3 separate regions of the Sus scrofa genome follow, and regions 2 and 3 are each linked to region 1. A link is a contact called in public HiChIP or PLAC-seq data. All regions are on one chromosome and are shown on one strand. Each heading gives the region's core, a stretch centred on a gene start, on an enhancer-like site or on the middle of the called end of the contact. The rest is flanking DNA. Distances are from core to core; before and after follow the strand shown. Region 1 overlaps GLIS3 (zinc finger protein GLIS3). Region 2 overlaps GLIS3 (zinc finger protein GLIS3). Region 3 overlaps GLIS3 (zinc finger protein GLIS3).

Evidence for each region. HiChIP or PLAC-seq counts read pairs in DNA pulled down with a chosen protein or histone mark.
Region 2: an H3K27ac HiChIP or PLAC-seq map of alveolar macrophages shows a contact between it and region 1. The contact joins two enhancer-like sites. A contact is called at or near these places in 2 of 47 Hi-C or Micro-C datasets (embryonic fibroblasts and mesenchymal stem cells) and 1 of 2 datasets of contacts at active chromatin or transcription factors (alveolar macrophages).
Region 3: a contact with region 1 is called in an H3K27ac HiChIP or PLAC-seq map of alveolar macrophages. The contact joins two enhancer-like sites. A contact is called at or near these places in 1 of 47 Hi-C or Micro-C datasets (embryonic fibroblasts) and 1 of 2 datasets of contacts at active chromatin or transcription factors (alveolar macrophages).

What each region holds. Positions count from the first base shown.
Region 1 is chr1:218,080,786-218,083,398 of Sscrofa11.1, forward strand. The region is part of intron 8 of GLIS3 (zinc finger protein GLIS3); the gene reads left to right. Among named protein-coding and RNA genes, the nearest start is that of RFX3, 260 kb to the right of the region's middle. Within about 2 kb of position 1,291, at least 14 of the 83 cell types and tissues checked have an H3K27ac peak or open chromatin away from gene starts, as enhancers often do. A contact at or near this core is called in alveolar macrophages, where this site is marked.
Region 2 is chr1:217,634,267-217,636,879 of Sscrofa11.1, forward strand. The region is part of intron 1 of GLIS3 (zinc finger protein GLIS3); the gene reads left to right. Among named protein-coding and RNA genes, the nearest start is that of GLIS3, 63 kb to the left of the region's middle. Within about 2 kb of position 1,280, at least 7 of the 83 cell types and tissues checked have an H3K27ac peak or open chromatin away from gene starts, as enhancers often do. A contact at or near this core is called in alveolar macrophages, where this site is marked.
Region 3 is chr1:217,717,810-217,720,422 of Sscrofa11.1, forward strand. All of the region lies in intron 2 of GLIS3 (zinc finger protein GLIS3), which reads left to right. Among named protein-coding and RNA genes, the nearest start is that of GLIS3, 150 kb to the left of the region's middle. Within about 2 kb of position 1,327, at least 17 of the 83 cell types and tissues checked have an H3K27ac peak or open chromatin away from gene starts, as enhancers often do. A contact at or near this core is called in alveolar macrophages, where this site is marked.

The DNA.
Region 1 (2,613 bases), core at 41-2,540:
AGAGAAGATACAGAAAATTCCTTTGTGGTTACTACATTAATAACATGACATCCTGAAGATGAAGATAAAAAAAAGCGCATATAAACAGCACATGTTATTACTGACCAGACCACTACCCAGCTAGTTTCTTTTCAAATTTATGGACTATATTGACTTCTGAGGCCTCATTTGGCAGTGGCTCTCAAAGCTACCTGGCCATACTTGGCAGGAGTACTACATTTAAAGTTAGTTCTAAAAGTTCCTCTGATGTTGTCAAGAGACTCGGGTTTGTAGTTTGAGCCCATGAGAAAAGCATGGAAGGAGCTGTTTTTTTTAATCTACCTATACATCTATTTCTCATGTTTAGACAAAAATAACACTTTTTTCCCTTACTTCTCATCTGGTGTTCTCATTACACTCTCTTCTGAATGTTTTTCTTTCATCTAATGCATTCTGTTGGAAAGCAGACTCAACTCTATGCCCAACACCATGCTGAATGAGAGAAAGTCTTCCCTTTGCCGCAGGACCATGAGTTAATCCCTTTGCTTTGACCTACTCAGAGCTGCCCAAGGGATGATATCATTACAGTTTTTTTTTTTTTTTCACAGCAGAATTTTTGACCTCAGATGTCTAAGACCGCTCTGGATAAATTTTCTTCTGGTTGGCGCTTTTTTGTAAAGAGGACTTGGCATAATCAGTTTTTTCTTTCCTCTCTCCTCATCACGTCAGATTCTGAAATAGACAAACAACTGAGTCACGGCCAATTCTGCAGTCAAGATATTCCAAAAAACCCAGCTCTTGGTTAAATGTGTCCTGCATAATTCATTTCTGTAACATCCTCTTCCTTTTGTATTTACACAGGGGAGAAATAGTGTGATGTCCTGGGCCCTGTTTCAGTTTATACTAGAAAAAAGTACACTTTTTTGCCTTGGGCATCGATTACTTTGCTTTCGTAACTTATAACTTACTCCCTAAACCCAAGCGGAGAAATGTTCCTTCAGAACCTTTATCCTTTATATTTCCCACGCTCACTCATTATAATAGATACATGCCTTCTTTAAAAGCCTGTGATCATTTTGCCTATGGCCAGCTTCACAGCCCTCATTTTGTCATGCTCTGCAAAGGCTTGGGCAATCACTTCTGAGTCGTAGTCTTGCCCAGCATGATGAATTATTTGCAGTTAATATTGACCCAGACTCTTGTAAGGAGAAGGAAATACTCAGCACTTGCAGGGGATGGATTCAGCTCTTTGACTAGTTTGGAACAGAGTCCTCACATGGACATTCAGCTCTTGGCCTGCTTTGGTCCTGCCCAGATGGACAGTGTTGCAATTACCCACACTTCCCCAAGGCCATTTCTTCATTACTGAAAGCTGGTCTTGATTGTCTCAGAAGCAGAATTCAGTTTGCAGTTCCCCCAGTAACGTGCTGTGATTCATTCGGGGACAAATCTGGATTGAACTGAGTCCAAGTGTCTCTTTTGTGAGACAGAAGGGAAGTATAAGTAGATACTATAGTCACCCAGATGAGTCAGCCAGGAATTCATGAAGTGATTCATAAATCGTTATAAAGACCACTAAAGTCTACTAAAATGGAGCGCTGTCTGGCTATACAAAGTGGGGTATTATCATTGGGGGGGTTTTTTAGATGTTAAATCAGATGTGAAATCCTTAAAACTGTGCTTTTCTTCTTAGGTTTTTGAAAAGGATTCCTTTTTTTCCCCTCTGCAGTCAGCCAACTGCTAAAGCCATTTTTCATTGATTAGTTTTCACAGATGGATTTTAAAACCCACTATAGATGATACCCCACAATTCTTTGGGGGAATAAAGAATACCTTCCCAAGTCTACCATAGACAAGTTTCTATTCATTATTTCTACCCTCTGGCAGTAAATCAATAATATTTTTCATATAAAAACAATGAAACAAGCTGTTCTGCTGCATTCTTCCTTCTCTAAGAGGTCTGTAAACTCCTATGGAAGAAAGAAAGGGGAAGAACTATTCAAAGCACATATCAACCAACATTTAATCTAGTTGATCATGTAGACACCTCTTTTCCAAGTGTTAATCCCCCAAAGCAGTGCTTAAACACAGTCCCACATAGCTTGCTAGTCTTCCTTGCATATGCAGTATAAATGATGAAAAATGAGACAGATTTATGACATGGGCTTGGATTGCAACACAATAAATAAATACTTTGTATTTATAGACAAGGGAAAGAGTACACCTTAAAGGAGTTGTCCAGTTGGAAAAACTAAAGGTATAAGCCTGATGTGGGCACAAAGATTCCCAGTGTGAAGTGAGCACGTCCACCAAAGCAAACTGGGAAACACTCACATTGTCGTATTTTCTGAAAGCAGTAGGTTGCTGTTACCCTATCTCAGTCAGCTGGTGATGAGTATTAAAACCTCAGGTGCCCACAGGTCCTCAGGTCCTCTTCCATCCTCCCCCATCCGACTCCTCTACCTTGCTTTGCATCTCCACTAGAGAGCATCTTACCTTATTGGGATAAAGTGGTAAATGGAAAACTAGCTGTGCGAACTTGGCTTGCCTTTTGTCATCTAGGTAAGGTGGTACTCCATTGCCCTCCAGTTTGAACATCCTATTTTCAGCTCAGGCTGTTGGGAAATTCAGTAC
Region 2 (2,613 bases), core at 30-2,529, 450 kb before region 1:
CCTGCTCAGAAGAGTGGAATAGAGTTTTTATGCTACTTTATGTTCTCTATGTTCTAATAAAGGAGTAGATTAGGAGGAAAAGACCAGGAAGCACACAACTGTAATTAAACTGGTTCCACAAGACACAAAGCTTAGGGTTCATGACTTTATGATCACACCTTTCTTAGTCTATATTTATTCAGCAATAAATGACAAACATAGGATATGATATATAAATATATAATTATATATTTCATTTATACTATATTTCTAAGTGTAAATGAGCAGTGCAGTTTGATAAGTATAAATATAATAAATATATATGTATGTATATGAAAAATCAATATGTAAGACACATACAGTGTGAAAAATCTAAAAGTACAGGTGTAATATAAAATATTCTGTGTATCTACAAGGGCTGGGGAGAGTTCAAAGATAAATTAGACATATTCCCAAATTTAATGAAATTAAAATTTAGATAGAAAGTGAAACAGGCAGATAACAGTAAGGCAATGTAGAAAGTAAGGAGTGTACATCCTTCTATGTATCAGGCACTGTGCTAAACTAGTAACATGCATTATGTCATTTAATATTCTGTAATGTTATGAAATAGGTATAATTGTGTAATTCTCATCATTTTACAGATCAGAAACAGATTAAGAGAGGATCAGGGAAGGCCTAAGGTGGGCTGGACCTGGAGGATGAATAGGATCTGGATTTGGTGAAAAAGAAGGCAAAAGGAGGGAGGTGTGGAAAGACCACTTAATTTGACTCTAAGGGAGTATCTAGGATGAACAGAAAGGAAGATCCAATCATGTTCTACTTTGGGAACAAAATTAGGAGATTTGTCTGTAGAAATTGAATCATGAAAGCTCTAAGTATTTGCCAGCAGTGTTTAAGTAATGAAAACTGGTAAGGCCATTCTTGTCTGACATGAACTCTTCAAGACCAAAAATGGGAACAACTGCACATTCCTTCTGGTGCAGCAAGCCTTGATGAACTGCAGATGGGAAGACAGACTGCAGTGCAAGATCAGAACCTGTTCCAGGCTTCTTGATAAGAGATCAGATTTTCTCACTGTCAGTTATTTCTGGAGTTCTGAGCCATATCTATGAAGTTTCATTTCTAGACCTGCTAAATACTGTACACAGAAAACTAACCAGATCCCAGAGCAATGTATGAATTCTTGTTATTCCTGTGTGTGAAGAAGTGGATTAATGTTTTCCCAACCTTTGCAGCATGACCAATAGATTCCACTTCTGTCTGTAACTTGACTGAGTCATTCATGTAGGTTTTTTTTTTTTAAATAAATATGTTGTCATGTTGGTTAAGGGCCTAGTCATTGTTGTGGACGTTCATACTTCTGCAGTGATGTCAGTGAATATAAATTAACTTGTATAAAACTTCTGTCTACCAGCAGCTAAAAATAGTTACATTGGTCACTTTTAAGCAATAACTGACTATACAGAAGGAAAGAAATCAGTTACACATGTGATAGGGACAATTTAATGTACTTGAATATTTGGTTTAATGAGTACTAAATTAAGTTTATTTCTAGAATCTTCCATAGGTAGGTGTTTATTACTCTTTAAAAGGATTATGATTTTTAGCTTTACAAATAGCTGTGCACATGGACTGAGAAGTTATTTATACACACTAGATAACAGAGAATGGACTTTCATTTGCTGTATTTTATAGCATATGTATCTCCTTGTGTGAGATTTTTTTTTTTAAGAAAAATATCTCCAGCCAGTTACTTTTATACTCTGAAGAAGCCTTTGTGTCTCAAATCATGGCCATGTGGTATTCACTCTTCACAGTTCAGGTAATTAATTCAGTGGTGACATCATAGTGAATGCGTTCATTTTTCCATTTCAAATTCCTCTTCATAGGATCTGATGGTTAACTCACATTATGAACATATTTTAAAAAACTCAGTTCTCAAAGGCAATTATGTGTTAATTTAAATTTTCCCTCCTTTAGCATTTTATGAATGAAGTTTTATTCCAAGGAGGATCATCTACCCTCTGCAACAAGGAAGATCTAAAATGGTCAGTCATTTTGATCTTGATTTTATTAGTTAGTTGGTTAATATCTACACAGCACAACTGATTAATCGATACTAAATAAAAGACAAAGTGAAAGATAACAGTGATAAGAGTGTAGCTTTGTGTTATTTAATCCTTATTTTTCATAAAGCTAAAAATGTCATACATTTAGATCTTCCTTTCATTACAGCTATATTTTGTAATTTATTTTACTTTAGCTGTTCAATTCTCTTTGTATCTATAGCTGTTCTTGGTAGGTACCTGGATAGGCAGATAGTTCAAATGCTTTTATAGCTATAGTTCTTGTATGTTTTTTACTGTAATCCACCAGAAAATACATTTTTATCTTACTCAGAACACACTATATGCATATAGCTATGTAGACATGTATACCAATAAATCACTGAAATAGAACAGTTCTTAACCATTAATGTATTTGATGCACATTGATAGCTTCCTTCTGTTTTATTTCACTTGGTTATAATTCATTAAAAAATGTTTTTGCGGAGTTCCTGTCGTGGCGCAGTGGTTAACGAATCCGACTAGGAACCATGAGGTTGCGGGTTCAGTCCCTGCCCTTGCTCAG
Region 3 (2,613 bases), core at 77-2,576, 360 kb before region 1:
ATTATGACAATCTCTGAGACCTCATGTTCTTCCATATGTCCCAAGGGAAGGTATCACAGACCAATGCTGAGAACCTTTAGGACGGAGCACTGATGTAGGGTAAATGTGTGGATTCTAGGTGAACTAGGTGACTCTCAGTAGAAGCAATATTATCTCTTTGAGCTGAACATCTTCATCTTATAAAATGAGGGGAGAGGATTAGATCAGGTGACTCCAAAGTAGAGGACATGCATCCGTTTTAGTGCAGGAAGAAAATACATACTTTAATCTGTTTTTCATTTTCTTTTAAAATGACACTTTTGTGTATGTTTTATAATGTACCTCACATTGACAGCATGGGTACATAATTTTTATAAAAAAAGAATGTACATTAATGATTGGCTTGCTCAGTGGTGTTCTACTGAAGGGGTGCACCATCAGAGAAGTTGGGGATCCTATTACTGTTCTGGCAGCCTAAGTTTGGAGAAGGAATGTCACAAGAGTTGGAGACTTTCTAGCTATGGATTCACCTCTGCTGAAGGGCATACAAGGTGATGAACATCAGTGTTACCAAGCAGAAGCCCCCCACAGAGCTTCATCTCCCGGCATGCGAAGATTGCCATAGTGCTTTGGGCAAAAAACCTATGTATTTCCTCGTCACATAGAGCCAGAATTTGTAAAAACTGGAAAGCCACTGGGGTTTTTCAAATAAGCCTTTACTCAAGTGTGGAAAATACTCTTCCCCAACAGAAAATTTGATTCACACTTTACAAAGAGTATGGGGACATGGTTAAATTGCATAATCACCACTTACAAAAGGGCCCTGAGTAGAAATGGCCTCTTCCTATCCTGCCGAGTTCCGCTGGAGCAGAATGGCATACTTGTTTTCAAACACTCATGCTACACCACGTTGAGCAACTTAGTAGACTTTATATTCTTAAGACCACTCTTTGGAAGCTGCTCAGAGCCATGGTTCTTACTCAGTCCCCTTTCCATTGACGTCAGGCTGAACTGCAGGGAGACCAGAAGTTGTCCATGGCTGTTGCACTCCCAAGATCTAAAATAGAAATCTTTTCCATCCTTCATTCCAAATCATGTTAATTATCAGTTCTCCTTTTGTCATTTAATAGGGGGAATGTGTACTTGGTAGTCATATAAAGAAGCCATATTTTAGAAATCAGCTAGTTTCTTAGATTACTTATGTGTGGCAGGAATCTGCTTTGACAAATAAAAGCTTTTATCCCCAGGGAGTGAACTAAAAAGAGAACTGCAGGCATGCTTAGGCTTGCACTTGGCAGGAAAGAAGGTTAATGTGACGTTAATAGAATAGAAGTAACTTTGCTATTGGTGAACAGAATGGTTATTGAGTCACCCACACTAACTGTGCTGTTTTAAGCACCCTGTCATTGCCCCCAGCTTTGCTCAAGGGACATATAGTATTTCTGTGACTGTTAAGGTTGGAAGTACTTTACTTTAGCCAGATAAAGCAAAATTAGAATTGTAAAATCACTGACCTAAAAGCAATCTTAACAAATCATTCCATTTGCTTTCCTGTCTCATGCTTTGCTCAGAGGCAGTGAAGTACAGTGGTTATGGGTATAGACTCTGGGTTAGGCTTCTGTCTCTGAATACTTCCTCTTTTGGTAATTATGTGTATGGCAGGCTGCTGTCTCTGAATGCTTCTTCTTTTACTCATTATGTATTTGGCCTTGAGCAACCTGTTTATGCACTTCATGCTGCTGTTTCATCATCTGCAATGCAGCACAGTGTGAAAAATAATGCTTATGTCACATCACTGCTGTGAAAATGAAATAATATCCATGAAGGTCTTACTATGTGTAATTCACATAGTAATATGTTAACTATTATTATTAACTATTATTAACTTTGAATAGGAATAATCACTAATCACAGATTTGTAACTTATCTCTAAATTAATCTGTAAGCATCATTTTGAGATAAAGGCATAATGGAAAAAAACACACATATTAATTCTACAAATGTTTCTTTGAGTTTACGTAGGTCTGGCAGTGGCAACTTCCCCTCCCTATAGTAGAGGAACTTGGGGGCAACTATGGATTTAGTGTTAGATCATAAAATTGAATTGGGTTATAGAAAGACATTTTTGATTTTTCTTCACAAATCATTAGGAATTGGAAGTGTGACCTGGAGGTAGAGAATGAATGCAGTGACTTTCTAAGTGCTCTCTGGTCTTAGATTCTGTAATTATTTTCAAAGGGCAAATTGTTTTCATAGGTTCCTGGCACCTCTGTTTCCACAAAAAAATTTGTATTTGGTTTCTGTGGACCTGAATGTCCAAACAAGAATGCTAAAGTTGTTTGTCAGTATCAAGGATTTGGTCTCTCCTGGCTTTCTCTCAGTGCAATATGCCAAGTCTCTACCTTAAAATGTGAAACTATGTTAATCTCTCAATTGTACCCAGATTTGACAGGTCACATTTCAATAGACTGTTAAACAGTTCAGCTTTGAAGTAAATTGACCCAGAGTTCATATCTATCAGAAATCTTCATTCAGGCATTAATGCAATTCTGCATTTTTCATAGATATTTCATTTGTAGACGGTTCAAACTCATTTGACTTGAGATTTTGAGACATGAGACACATGGTTCTTCT